4 separate regions of the Mus musculus genome follow, and all the other regions are linked to region 3. A link is a contact called in public HiChIP or PLAC-seq and Micro-C data. All regions are on one chromosome and are shown on one strand. Each heading gives the region's core, a stretch centred on a gene start, on an enhancer-like site or on the middle of the called end of the contact. The rest is flanking DNA. Distances are from core to core; before and after follow the strand shown.

Region 1 (3,375 bases), core at 500-2,999, 640 kb before region 3:
GGACACTAGGACTAGAAGTTGAATTCAGCCAGGAGGGTAGGCAGTAGGACTGGATGATGACATTGGAATGTGGTCTCAGAGGGGCAGGGTGTCCTTCTGGGGTTGACTGGTCCTAGTGCGGGCCATGGGAGGGTGTGTTTGCCATTAAATGCTTATGCATTATCTCACTGGTCAGAGAACAAGACTGACTTCCTTATGTGCTAGGTCACAGCCTTGCCTTTCCTCTTGGAGGAGTTCCAGCTGTCATCTGTTGCGTCTAGAGCCCGTCAACATTCAGTTCGTGCTGTGTCACATGCAGGGGGCCAGTCTGAGCTCCTTTTTGGTCTCTAGGTTTACTGACTAGCAAGTCTCCCAAACATATCATGGATTTTGATTGTACAGAGGAATCTAGCTTTATTTTCCGCCGGTTGAGTTTTAATTTCACAGCAATGAGAGACTCGAAAGAGTATGGCCCCTAGCCGGGCGTGGTGGCGCACGCCTTTAATCCCAGCACTTGGGAGGCAGAGGCAGGCGGATTTCTGAGTTTGAGGCCAGCCTGGTCTACAGAGTGCGTTCCAGGACAGCCAGGGCTACACAGAGAAACCCTGTCTTGAAAAACCAAAAAAAAAAAAAAAAAGCATGCCCCCCCAGAGCGCCCCCTACTGGAATCTCCTGGGGAAAGAATGTTGAAAAATAAACGGCCCAGACCCAGTCATTGCAAAGTTGAGACATGCTAGAGTCCTCTGGGATGGGCTGATGCTGAAGTTTGGGACCCACTCATTTAGAAGGCAAAGTTGATAAGCAAAGACACTCTCACAACCTGCCCCTGTGCTATGAGGGACCTGCGGGACCTGCCTACCCTCTGCCCCCTCCACCCCTCCCTTTACCCTGTAAGGAACTGATGGGTGTAAAAATAGCCTCCACCATTCCAAGCACATTTTAAGCGAGAACTCATTTTTAAAAGTCACCTTCCTTTATCTGGGCCCTAGACACGATCCCTCTAAGGTAAACTTATGTTATCCAGGTGTAGTGGTGTATGCCTATAGTCATAGCGGTAGAGGCAGAGGCAGGAGGCTAAGAGTTCAAGGCTATCTTCAGCTACATATCAATTCTGAAAACAGCCTAGTCTACAGGAGACCCTGTATTAAAAAAAAACCCAAGATCATAATATATGATATATTTACGTCACACGAATTCTAGGCGCTAATTCTACTAATCAGTTTGCGATTGGTTGTTACGGTCAGGTGTGGAGGAGGAGCTCAGACATCCAGTTTCTGGAACTAGCAGGGATTGATAAAGTCCGACGTCCTCCTAAGACCTCTGTTCCTAAGAATCTGCCTAGCCAGACAGTTTCCCTCACGGCTTGGAGGCACTTGTTGCTAAATTGCAGGAAGAGGAAATTAAGAAATGCAAAGAGCTGGGGAAAGCGCCTCAGTTTCAATTGGGAGAGTGCAACGCTCGCTCCTCCCACTGGGATTCTGCCAGGTAACCCGCAGTTTTTCGCGGCCTCCCCTTCTTTCCAGTCCGCAGCGCCGCAGCCCCTTTAACAGCCCTGACCGATCGCTGGCCGATCCTCCAGGCCCGTCGCGGGCGCGCGGCACTGGCTGGATTGGTCATGTCTGGTGCGCGGCTGGCCCCGCCCCCTCCGCCCTGTGGTTGGGCGGTGGGGGCCGCGGCCGCGGGGCGGGTCCGCCGGCGGGGCGGGACGGCCGGTGCCCGGGGGCGGGCGGGCAGCAGCACGGCGGCCCCAGCCAGAGCCGGAGCTGGAGCTGGAGCAGGAGCCGCGGCGGCCGCCAAGTACGGGCGCCGGTGTAGTAGGATGAGGCAGCCAGCGGATCCGGGGTGAGCGCGCTCCGGGCCAGGTGGGGCGACGGGCGGAGCAGGCCCTGACTGGGTGGCCCGGCTACGGGACACCGGCAGCTCCCGCAGCCGTTGGCGCAGCGGGGCTCGGTCCCTTCCACACTACCAGGGCTCGGGACGCCGGCATGGGTGGCCCCGGGAGAGACCTTCCCTGCTTGGGGGCCGGGCAGGGCGGAGTCGCCCCGGGGCGGGAGGTGCAAGCCGTCAGGTCCCAGCCTAGCGTCCGCGGCTCGGTGTGGGTCCGGGAAAGCAGCATTCACACGCTCGTTGAAGGAAAACACTTGTCACCTCTGTGCGTGGGGCCCTTGCCGTCCTCCGCCCCCTGGGCCACCGTGGGAGAAGCTTGGGAATGGAGGAGCGCGGTTACTTTTGCGCGAATCTGTCAGTGGCTGTCGGCGCCTCGCTTGTTTTTCTCCCAACTCCTGGCGGACACCGGGGACCGAGGGGTGGCTTGTGTGCTTTCAAAGGGAGGTGGCGGCGTACCAAAAACCGGGGAGATCGGAAGGTTAACAAGTGACATTGGGCTGAGGCCTAACGCTAGCTGCCCCGCTGGGAGCATGGAGATGACGGTGGTGGAGACCGGGGGACCGATGCAGGGACAGGAGCTGCCGGCTCCATTGCACCACATGCCACTCCGGAGTGCCGACTCTACGCGCGGGAGTTGGTGCAAGGGAGTTTTTCCCCCACTGAAAAACGATTTTTGGAAAACTTAGCCCCTCAGTGGGTTGATGGTTACCTAAACCATCAGTTGTTATGGTTACACGGCATCAAATTTAAGGGCAAAGTCTGTTAAACACCCTCGCTCTTTTTTTTCCCCTTAGAGCTAAGGAGTACTTACTTTGTCATTAGATTTCATAGATGAGGAGGACATATTTTTTTAGAGTTAAAGGAAAAGTGTGACAACCTGAAGACACAGGTTGTGTCCTGTTCCGGTGTGAGGTCCAAATGTCTTGACACCATTGCTCAATTGAGAGGAATTGTCTTTTCAGGAGCTAGATTAAATCCAAAGAGAAAGTGAATTGTATGTGGAAAATAACAAGGGAAACTGAGGGACAAGTGATCTCTGGCGCTTGGGGAAGGGAGTTTGAAGGGTCTGGATTTATTGGCCGGTGAGAAACGTTTCTGTTAGCTTTTCCCAACCCTTAAATGGTTTCAGTATCTTTTCAGAGTCTTCCAAACAGATAAATGTCTTCAGGCTACGAGAATGAAGCCAGAGTGTGGCTGATCTTTGCTCCTTGGGCTCCCAGGGAGGGGACATGAAGGCTTGGAGAGGGATAGAGGAGGGCTCTGGGGGACTGCACATCCTTGTACGTGTGTCTTCAGGAAAGGAGATGAGCAAGGAGATTCAGATTAGAACGTGGAGGTGATGAAGTTCACTGACAGGTAGTAAAGGATAGGCGAGGAAGGACAGTTTGGGCTGAGTGGCGAGAAGTGAGAGCTGTAGCCGATGCTAGACCACTAGCCGATGCTAGACCACTGTATGTGATTAGAGGTTATGTTCTTAGACTGCTTCTAGGAAAGGCAGCAAAGGTTAGG
Region 2 (3,207 bases), core at 92-2,591, 520 kb before region 3:
GACCCAAAGCACATACTGACTGGGCCCTTAGCCCAACACACCCCTAATCCCTACCTATCATATACTACCTCTTTGCGGTTTTTTCCCCCCCTAGGATAACCTTTTCTCTTCAAAAACCTGAAAATTCCAACGGGCTGTCAAAGGAGCAAGCCAGGGGAAACAGAGAATTTGCTCCGGTTCTCCCGTGGCCCCACATAATCTGGGTTGGCTTCAAACTCACTAGGTAGCCAAGGATTACTTAGAACTTCGGATCCTGTCTCCACCCCCAGGGTGCTGGGATTTCAGGTGTGAGGCAACACATCCAATATTGGGAGGGCTGGAGATGTAGCCCAGTACCTCTCTCGCAGACTATGCAAGTGCTGTACCAACAGAACTACACTCCCAGCAACTCCCTTTTTCTACTAGAATAATAAGCTACTTTTTCCTTGAGCACTGAATGTTTTGTCTTTCCTATTATAAACAAGTTCTCCCTCTTCCAACTCAGAGGAGGGCAGCTTGGGACCCAGTGACCAAACAACTTATTGGGCTCATTAGTTCTGATTAATAATCCACACCCTTAAATAGACCTTGGAGTCCTCAGCCCACCTCCAAAGAGTTGTGACACATGTCCTCTCAAGCTTCACCAGGCCACATCTACAAAGGTCACATAAACACATGTGACACGAGAGGCCCGCATGATTTCCTTATAATTTTTGGTGAATGAGTTGGCTGTTGTTCATCCCGAGAGGAACGGATGGCTGCTGGACATGACTTTCGGGGAATTCCTGAGGGGCAAGGCTAGGGAAGAAAGGGGCCTTCGGGCTGGATGAGGCACAGCTGGAGGACCCTCGTCAGTGAACTCTAAGGCTGCGTCTCAGGGTCGAATTTCCGCCAGCTGCTGAAACCCTTGCTCTGCTCTAGAGGTCGCTTAGACAACCCTTGTAAGTGGTGGCCGGCAGCAGGGAGACGGAGGGTTGTGGGCAAGCCTGGCGCCTCGGGTTCTTCATCGGGCGAGTGGGACTTCCTGTGGGGCAACATGTCATTTTCCCTTGGCTTGCGAACAAGCTTCTTCATTCAGAAGCACAGCGTCCACAAATACCCAAAGCCAAGAGTTGGTCTTCGGCTTCTAGCGCCCAGGATAGGAGGCAGCTAGAAGCTAGCACCGCGTTGGCCTCTAACCCCACCCTCCCACTCTTACCACGCCCACAAAACAACATAGGCTCCTCCCCATCCAGGCAGTGACTCCGCCTCTCACAGCCCCCGCCCCCGGGACCGCCCTAAAGCCCGCCCCGACCGGAAGAAGCCGGGACACAAGGCACTTATAGGGCTGGGAATGGGGGTGTCGCCGCCGCCCAGTCAGCTCCGTGTCCACCGATCCTCCGCCGGTGCCGCGCTGTCGTTGCGGCGCCCCCGTCCAGCCCTCTGTTCGCGCGGGCTCCAGAACCGGCCGGCGGGGCCCGGAGTCAGGGCCACGTCCTGCCATGCCGGCCCGGTGGCTGTTGCTCCTGCTGGCGCTGCTGCTACCGCCGCCCGGCCCCGGGGTGAGTAACCAGGGGAGTGCGGTGCGGGGACGGGCCGGCTCGCGGCCAGAGGAGAGTCGCGCGGTGGCGGGGGCTGGCGTCCGAGCCGGGCCGCAGCGGCGGGAGGCCCGGCGCCTGGGCTGAGGCAGCTGCGGGAGGCTTGGCGGTGGGAGCTGCGTCGGCCGGCCACACACTGGCGTCCGCCTCCGGAGGCGCCTCCGGGGCCAGCGCGGCCGAGGCAGACCGCGAGCGGCTCCACGGCCCGGGACGCGCGCGACTCGGAGCTGTCTCCCAAAGGCCGGGCCCTGGGCGCGCTGCCCACCTGCCCCGCGGTCTCCACAGGTGGGCGCCCGCACTGCCGCCGTGGCCGCGGATGGACACCCGAAGCCGGGGGAAGCGGGTGGTGGACTGGAGTTTTGAGTCTTTACTCGAAAGTTTTTTGTTTTGTTTTGTTTTTAAATGAGACTTTGGAAAGCGTTTGAAGCCGGGAATGGGCACGGCGTTTTTAGCCAGCCGCCGCTGGTTTCTGCCTACCTGACCCGAAGGTTTCTTTGTATTCGGAGGCAGGGGGCTTCCTACTAGTAATTTTGCTAGACAGTGAAGGTGTCATTAAACAAGTTAAGCTGTGGGCATTGGATCCTTTTAAAGACCCGGTGTGTGGGCCAGAGTTGTACTGCAAAACTTAAAGCTGTCTCACGTGCGGGGCCGTCAGAAACGTCTTCGCTTTTTTTTTTTTTTTTTTTGAGAAGAATATCGGTTTATATTTATTTAACTCTTTATCCACTCAGGATTTGAACACTTTGGCTAAAGAGGACATTTTGTAGGCGGACATGGCTATTTTCATCTTCTGGTTGGAAGAACTGGGGGCTTTAAAATTTTTTTAAAATGCACTTTTCAGGATGTGGGCATGGTACACTTGTGCTGGTTCTATTTAATGACCTCTTTGAAGGTACCGTGTTCCCTTTAATATGGCATATCATGTACCAGGTGTCCTGGTGGAAGACTGACATGTGTGGAGACCCGCGGGCCAGCCGCGGCCAACTCTTTGAACTCTTATGCCTTGTAGGTAAATAATTGTCTGTGCTCTCAGAATAACAAATTAGAATTTAGAGACTACTGAAGTATTAAAGAAGGTCTACTTTTTCAAATTCAAGTTGGTTTGTTTTTTTCCAAACGGAAATTTATATGCGTTTTCTTCATGGTAGACCCTAGGTGTTTTTTGTTTTTTTGTTTTTGTTTTGTTTTCTTCTTCTTCTCCTAATTAAAAAGAAAAGATGTACTTTTCACAACTAGGACCAGGTTTTGAACTTGGGCGCTTCACCTTGGGTTGATTGATTGCTGCCTGGTATCTGCTCACAGATAACGAGTATAAACAGAATGACTGGATGTTTCCCATGGAGCTCGAACGTTTCATAGTTTCCCAGCCGAGGTGGACCCGGTTTCCTTCTGAACAGCTTTGCATTTCTTCTGCTTTTGCTGGATTCTAGTGTTTTTGTCACTCAGCAGCATAGGAGAAGGAGCCAGCAACGATTTAGCTTTAGTTTTAGTTCATGTATTTTCAAGTCCTGCTTAGAAACGCAGACTTGTCAGAGTTCACATAAAAGATTCCAGGCCCTTAGCAAAGGTTGTTTTACTGTAACTTTTTTAGTCGAAAGGTTGGCTTTTACTTTTCAGAATTTTCTTCTAATAAAAGATTTCTTTAACTCCA
Region 3 (3,378 bases), core at 159-2,658:
TCTCTTTGTATGTGCAATACAATTCTGAGTATGAACTCCAGGGCCTCACACTAGTTCAGCTACCCGCCAGCTCCCGCGTTTGGCTTTCTACTCCACAATACAAAGTGACTTGTCACACCATGCATCTGGAGGGAAAAGCCCATGAACAGCACTCTGTCTCCCCAGATTCCTGATAGCCAAGGTCCAAACAGACTATCAGTCCCTTCCGGTCTGCCGGGCTGCTTTCCCAACCACAATAGGCACCCGGGGAGCTCAAGTTCTGCCTCCACCCTCAGACCCACCTGCTGCCGCTGGGCCAGGGGCAGATTGGCAGGTCCTAGGGTCCGAATAGATCCGATGATCCTTCGCAGCTTTGAGTCAGTAAAGTTCTGCCAAATGGACTCATACAACTCCTTGGCCTTCTTGCCCCAGACCTCTGCAAACTCCTGGCTGACCAGGGCCGCTTCCTCCTGTGCTCACCAGGAGGGTAGAAAGAGTAGCCCAGCTTAGAAAGAGGCTCAGGTAGGAGAGACTACAGAACTGAGAGAGCAGTGGTAGGCTAAGGGCTTCCGGACCCCTTGTTCCTGCAGAGATCCTGTCCTGGGGATGAGCTTGCAGGGGCAGCACCCCTCCTCCTGAGCCCTCTGGTTGGAAAGTGTGGGAATCTAGTTCAAAGGGAACAATGAAGGAGAAAATTGGGGCCAAAGTAGGGGACAGTGAGTGGAGGGCCAGGGAAAGAAACTCAACAGGAGATCAGGCAAATGCCAGAGGGCAAGGGCTCTGCAGCCAAGCTGGGTACCCTGTACGCAGACAGCCATCGCCCCAACCCTTGATGCCGCTTCGGGAGGATTTTGGCCTCTGAGGAGCCAGCTTCATCCACTCCATTCCTGTGTTGGCTTGGATCACGTGCCCAGCCCGTACTGGAGCATCATTGCCTGTCTAATGCGCAGAGCGGGTGGGAGGGTCCGGCCTAATGGCAGGGGTCCCATTAGGGACCTCAGTGCTCAGGGTTGAGGCTGGGGGGCGGGGGGGTTCTGGCGTCTGCTGTCCGCCCTAGGCGACGGACCGCAGGCCTGTGATTGGCCGCTGCGTCCTGCTGCGCCCCGCCCCCGCCCGGGCCCGGGCACCCACCTGGCGTCGCGCGTTCTCCTCCGTGATGTTGGTGTCGTGCGCCCAACTGGCCACGGTGCTCTGGAACATCACCACCTCGGCACTCGAGTTATAGCTTTCAGCGAAAAGCTGCGCCCCTGCCTCGTCCGGGGAAAAGTTGCCCGGCTGCAATCCAGGGTCGAGTGCCGGGGCGGGCGACGGCTGCAGCAACAGCACCAGCAGCGACAGCATCAAGAGCGGAGGCGACAACGGCCACCGCCCCCGCTGGCCGGACGCGGCCCCCATGGCGCGGTGCGCGCGGTGCGGCGCTGCCCCTTCTCTCGTGCCGCGACCGCCCTGCGGATTATAAAACCCAGCCACCACCGCCTCCCGACACACCCCCACCTCCCCGCCCCTCCGCGCTTCCTCCTCGCTCCAAAGTCCCCGGCAGCGCGAACCCGGCTGATTCCCCGCCCGCCCTGGGCAAGGAGAGCCCTGTGGGGCCAGGGAGCAGCCTGGATGGAGAAATGGGGCTAGATCGGGCTCTCTCAGAGGAAGCTAGAAAAGGGTCCCTGCCCGCTGCAAACACTGCTGCGGCCCAACCGTGCCCTCTGGCCGCCACCACGTAGTCTCAGGCCACAGAGCCCAGCAGGCTTGGCATAACCCTCCAAGCCTTTCCGGGCTCTTGAGTGACAAGGGGGCGGGGGTGGCAGGCTGGTGCCACCGGGATGGACTTAAGGTTGCCAGGTCATGGAGGAAAGGGGTCGCCTGCGTGGGCGCGGGAAGTTTAGCTGTCCTGACAGGCGCCTTGGCTAGGTGCTGCAGATGTCAGCAACCAGTTCACCTTGGGCTTCGGTTGTTGGGATGCCTCGAAATAGAGTCTATTCTGCTCTATGAGGGGGAGCCATAGACTAGGCCATCAGCACTGGCATGCCTGCCCCTACTCTTTGGATACACAGCTGTTCAACTCACAAGAACCATCATGTGTGGTCCCAACAGAGCCCTAGAACCTCGCAGTTGCACGCTCTGAAAGCTAAAAAAAAATGTGCCTTAGAGATTACAACAACCCCCTGCTTTTTAAAAATGGAGAAATTACCCCTGAGACAGATTGGCTTCAAGTCACCTCAGGTCTCCACACTCCCAGTCATTTCCCTGTCTCCTCCACCCGTCCCTCAAAGTGACAGGCCTGGGGGAAGGAGAATCAGGTCCTCTAAATGCATCAGCAGCCTGTGAAGTTAACCTCTGAGCACCAGGGCTGTGCCCCCAAAGAGGTGGGCGGACCCTTGTCCTTGCCAGATGGGGTGATGGAGTTCACATGGGAGATTGTGTGACCTGCAAGGACTCAGAGTGAGACTGTGCTGGCCTGTCAGGTGACTTGCTCCCAAAGAGGTCCCAGGGGACGGGTAGAGATGGAGAAAGGAGGAAGGAGCAAGGGGCCACCTGCTGAGAACTTAGGTGGTCCATATTGCTTGGGCTCCCAGGATTTGAGGGCTGTGGGTTTGTGTGAGCTGTTGTGTTTCTGGAGGAAGCAGGCTGTACTGGTGGAGGGTTAGGAGGGGATTCTGAGAGTGGTACCTATGGAGTTCAGAAAGAGGATCCCAAAGAGGAGGGTGGGTGGGCAGGGGTAAGTACAGGCCTTAGCTTGTATTGAGCGCATCTGATTTGTGTTGTTTGTTTTTCTTTTTCTTTTTTCCCCCTCTGTCAGAAACAGAACTGAAAGCAAGGAGAGAGAAAGACAGGGTGGAGCTGGAGGCCCAACTGTCTCTGAAGAGCTCCTGAGTACCAGGCCAGACAGTGGAAGAGCAGGCTGTGCTTTCTGCTGGCTCATTCTCAGGCCCAGCTGTGTGGCAGTGTGACATCCTCTTTACTCTCCGATTAGGGACTAAGTTCAGGAATGAACAGCTCTGCCTTACAGACGTGATGAAATCAAAGGCTCACTACTGTGATAAAATAATCTAACCTTGCTTACTGATAGCCTGGGTACTTGGAGTCGTCACCCTCCTCCTCCCTCAAGGTGACAATGTATTGTAAGAGCTTGTTGAAGCACAGGGCTTTCCACTATGCCATACTTTTGGGGGAGTGGATACAGACTCTATCAATCTGCTTTATTCTCTGTGGGTTTCCCAGAGCTTAGCATGCACCTGTCACAAAGAAGGGAGCACAAGGGTGACATGAATGACTGGCGTTCGAGCACATGCCCCTGGCAGGGAGCTCCCGGTCTCTGCAAGAGCGATCTATGAAGAACCAAACCCCACCAATTTGGAATTTACAGTAATACATTGAATATCGTGATAAATCAAAGTTAAAAAT
Region 4 (3,247 bases), core at 650-3,149, 620 kb after region 3:
ATAATGCATTTTATACAAGGGGCTTGGACTTGGACAGCCGTGCATATAGAGAGCAGCAGCAGATCGTGGAATGAACCCACTGGAATAGCAAGGGGAGATTGTGTCTAATAACAGTTTGTTGTCCTTATCGTGGAGGACACCTCGCACTTTCCTCAAATTCCAAGGGAGGAGGACAGTGCAAATCTGCAGAAGCTGATGGAATTACAGTGTCAGAGGGCCAGGTGTCTCCCCCTGCCTGGCACAGCTGGACACCCTACAGTAACAGAGGGCCAGGTGTCTACACACACACGCACACACACACGCACACACACAGCTGGACACCCCACAGTAACAGAGGGCCAGGTGTCTCCCCTATGGACAGCTAGACACCCCACAGACCTCAGGGGTGTCTGGAAGTAAGACAGTATGGATGGAACTAGAAAAGTGTCACTGCCTGGGATCCCCAGAAAAGCCACCAGCCAACTGATAAATTCAGTATTTGGCTTCTCTGAATACATGGCCTTGAACCTTGGTGCCTGGCAGTTGCTCAGACCTCTTTCTAGTGTCTGTAACTACTTGCTTTTCAGACAAGGAAGGGTTAAAGCCAGCCCCTCCCCTTTGATGCAATGGAGCTGATTCTGATGGGAGCCAAAGACTGAAGTCAGCAGTTCCCTGAGGCCTCTTGGCAACACCCTCCTAAGGAAAGTCAGGCCTGCGGGAAGATCTGGGCACTTTCTTCTCATGCTGGACCCTCTTCAATCCCTCATTTGTCCTCTTCTGACTTCCCTGAGTGTCTCCTTTCTGCCTTCCCTCACGATGCTAGTTCTTTACCTCAGGTCTGCCAGAGACTCCTGCCCCACTGGTCCAGGCAGCTTGACCAGGTTTGGGCGGCTCTGTTCCAGGATAGCCATGTGGTGAGGCTGGCTGGCTCCTTGCCCCTGTGGCCTCAGAGAGCTGCCCACTGGGCCAGGCCTGCTCTGCCAGGGTACCTGGGAGGAGGCCATCTCTGCTTTGATAGGAGATAGGGGAATGCTGTTCTCTGGAGAGCTGCCCTGTCTTCCCATTCATTCATGGATTCATTGAGCTGTCACTGAATATTCAGGTGCTCGAAGCTGGGCCAGTTCAGACCTGCAAGGGAAAGCTGGGCTCCGTGCCTGGTAGACAGTGCCCTTCGCTCAGGCCTGGGACAGGTCTCAGGCCATCTGCCACTCAGCAGGCTCCGCAGAGAACCTGGCACACAGAAGAGATGCTTCGTGGTCAACTGAACTGAGCCCCACCAGAAGATAGAAGTCCTTGTCACATGTTCTAAAACTAGAACTGGCTGGGAGCCAGAGGGCAAGTGGCCAGGTCCAGAGCCTTCTTCCTGACCACTCAGAGAACTACGGGAACATTCCCTAACTCTTCTGCAGGAAGGCTTAGAACATACTCTCTGGGGAGCCCCCAGGCCTAAGAGGCTGTAGGACAAACTTGGATTGAATGTGGCCTCTGGCAAGACTCCAGTCACCAGAGAAAGAAAAGGAAAAATTAACTTGTCAAGGTTTGGGGAGTCAATTCATGCTTGCCCTGGAAGGGTGAGGGCCTGGGTTCGAATCCTCAGCACCCACATAAAACCCAGGAGCAGCAGCTGCCTATGCTCGTAACTCTTGGGGGTACAGATAGGTAGATTTCTGGGGCTGCTGGGGTCAGTAGGCTTGCTTACCCAGTCAGCTGCTGGCATGCACATGCTCTCTCTCTCTCTCTCTCTCTCTCTCTCTCTCTCTCTCTCTCTGTCTCTCTCTCAAATAGATGGGTGGCACTGGACATTTGGAGCCTCATTCCTTCAACTACTCAAATGACCCAATAGAGCTCACACTGCTTTTTACCACGCTGCTTCCTTCTCTCTCAGGGCAATGGTCACTGGCATCCCTGCCCTCAGAGCCGCTCCCAGCAGCCTGAAGAGCAACCCTTGAGCCACAGCTAGTAGCAAAGCACTCGACTCACAAAGGGGCTACTCTGGCCTCTGTTTGGAGAGCAAATCACTTGAAGGTAAAGTGGGTTAATCATTAAGGACCTTACTTTGGATTGACGGTCCCTTCCGTCCCTTCCGGAATGCCTGGCCTACCTATCTCCCATGGGTCTTGTGAGAGCTGCAGAGTAGGGACAGCTGGAGGAGCCCACACACACACACACACACACACACACACACACACACACTCAGGAATGCAGCTCACGGACTCTCTAGAGTTCTTCTGTCTTGGGCGGTCCCACCCATTCATCCTGCACATCTGATCCCGGCAGAAAGCAGCTGATCTGCTGTCCCCCTGGGCAATCCAGATCCCATGTTTCCTAGTGGCTTCCCCCAGCCTGAATCAAACATTGGAAAGAGACTCGGAAAACCATCATGGCAGGAGCGTCCAGGGTGGATGGGCAAGGGAAGGAGCGAGAACATTCAATGGGTGTCTTTATGTATTCTTTTCACTCCTTTAGGCTCTGAACCACATGACCACACTGCCTATCCAAAACAAGTAGAACTAAGATTTTAAAAGTCCTGGACAGGGTAAGCCTGAGAACGCACAACGCCTCTAAACCACCGCTAGTGTTCCAGGCCAAACCAGCCACCATCTTCTGAGGTCTTAATGATTGCAAGGGCTTCCTCTGCTTCCCCTCCCCCATCTCCCATCCATTGTCTGTGTCCCTTACCGCGGTTACAATGAACTTGTTAAAGATCAGATCAGCCATTCCCACTGGCAGCCTTCCTTACAGTATCCACCATGCCACTGCGTCCTGGCCTGCACCCACTCAGCCACACTCCTGCAGTCACCCTGTCGGTCCTCTGAGACATTAGGGACCCTCTGCTCCCACTCTGGTCCAGGTATTCATATTGCTCACCCTACACACACACACGCACACACACACACACACACACACACACACACACACACACACACACAATGTAATAAAAAAAAACTTTAGAAATAAGAGTAGCAGTTAGCATTTATGGAGTGCTTACTGCATGCACTCAGAGGCACTTGGTAAGGACACTCACCACATCCTTAAGCATCTTTCCGACAGCCCAACCCTAGGAGATCCTCTACGCCCTATTCAAGCTGATGGGACAATGAGCTCAGGTGCCCAAGTTCACACGCTTGTAGGCAGGGACGACTTGTCTCCTGAGGAGAGCCAAAAGCTCAGAGGCAAAATGGCAGGCTACAGAAACAACTGGACAGAGCTGCCATCTGTCCCTACAGGGCTGCGGGGGTCAGACTCTGCAGAGAAGGAGGCACAAACG

Evidence for each region. A called contact is a pair of places that touch in the nucleus more often than the background predicts. HiChIP or PLAC-seq counts read pairs in DNA pulled down with a chosen protein or histone mark.
Region 1: a contact with region 3 is called in a FOXA1 HiChIP or PLAC-seq map of pancreatic cancer cells. The contact joins the promoter of Tex2 here to the promoter of Ace in region 3. A contact is called at or near these places in 1 of 39 promoter capture datasets (maxillary cranial neural crest) and 2 of 115 datasets of contacts at active chromatin or transcription factors (embryonic stem cells and pancreatic cancer cells).
Region 2: a contact with region 3 is called in a Micro-C map of embryonic stem cells, with 2.5 times the contacts expected there. The contact joins the promoter of Ern1 here to the promoter of Ace in region 3. A contact is called at or near these places in 1 of 39 promoter capture datasets (embryonic stem cells), 1 of 484 Hi-C or Micro-C datasets (embryonic stem cells) and 2 of 115 datasets of contacts at active chromatin or transcription factors (embryonic stem cells and pancreatic cancer cells).
Region 4: a contact with region 3 is called in an H3K27ac HiChIP or PLAC-seq map of extraembryonic endoderm stem cells, with 15 times the contacts expected there. The contact joins the enhancer-like site here to the promoter of Ace in region 3. A contact is called at or near these places in 5 of 39 promoter capture datasets (the HPC-7 cell line, cranial neural crest, hippocampal neurons and 2 more), 6 of 484 Hi-C or Micro-C datasets (Th2 cells, bone marrow-derived macrophages, cerebral cortex and 2 more), 11 of 115 datasets of contacts at active chromatin or transcription factors (differentiating embryonic stem cells, embryonic basal ganglia, embryonic forebrain and 7 more) and 4 of 9 other capture datasets (adipose tissue, embryonic stem cells, liver and 1 more).

Annotation. Positions count from the first base shown.
Region 1 is chr11:106,611,304-106,614,678 of GRCm38.p6, reverse strand. It overlaps Tex2 (testis expressed gene 2), which reads left to right and starts at 1,749. Exons shown (of 12, transcript NM_198292.3): 1 at 1,749-1,821.
Region 2 is chr11:106,485,930-106,489,136 of GRCm38.p6, reverse strand. Ern1 (endoplasmic reticulum (ER) to nucleus signalling 1) reads left to right here and starts at 1,341. Exons shown (of 22, transcript NM_023913.2): 1 at 1,341-1,520. The coding sequence starts at 1,461.
Region 3 is chr11:105,965,978-105,969,355 of GRCm38.p6, reverse strand. It overlaps Ace (angiotensin I converting enzyme (peptidyl-dipeptidase A) 1), which reads right to left and starts at 1,408. Exons shown (of 25, transcript NM_207624.6): 1 at 1,111-1,408; 2 at 282-449. The coding sequence starts at 1,374. Gm11651 (predicted gene 11651) reads left to right here. Exons shown (of 3, transcript NR_104047.1): 3 at 2,780-3,378.
Region 4 is chr11:105,351,148-105,354,394 of GRCm38.p6, reverse strand. No RefSeq gene overlaps it. Among named protein-coding and RNA genes, the nearest start is that of Mrc2, 60 kb to the right of the region's middle. Within about 2 kb of position 1,899, at least 69 of the 459 cell types and tissues checked have an H3K27ac peak or open chromatin away from gene starts, as enhancers often do. A contact at or near this core is called in adipose tissue, extraembryonic endoderm stem cells and kidney, where this site is marked.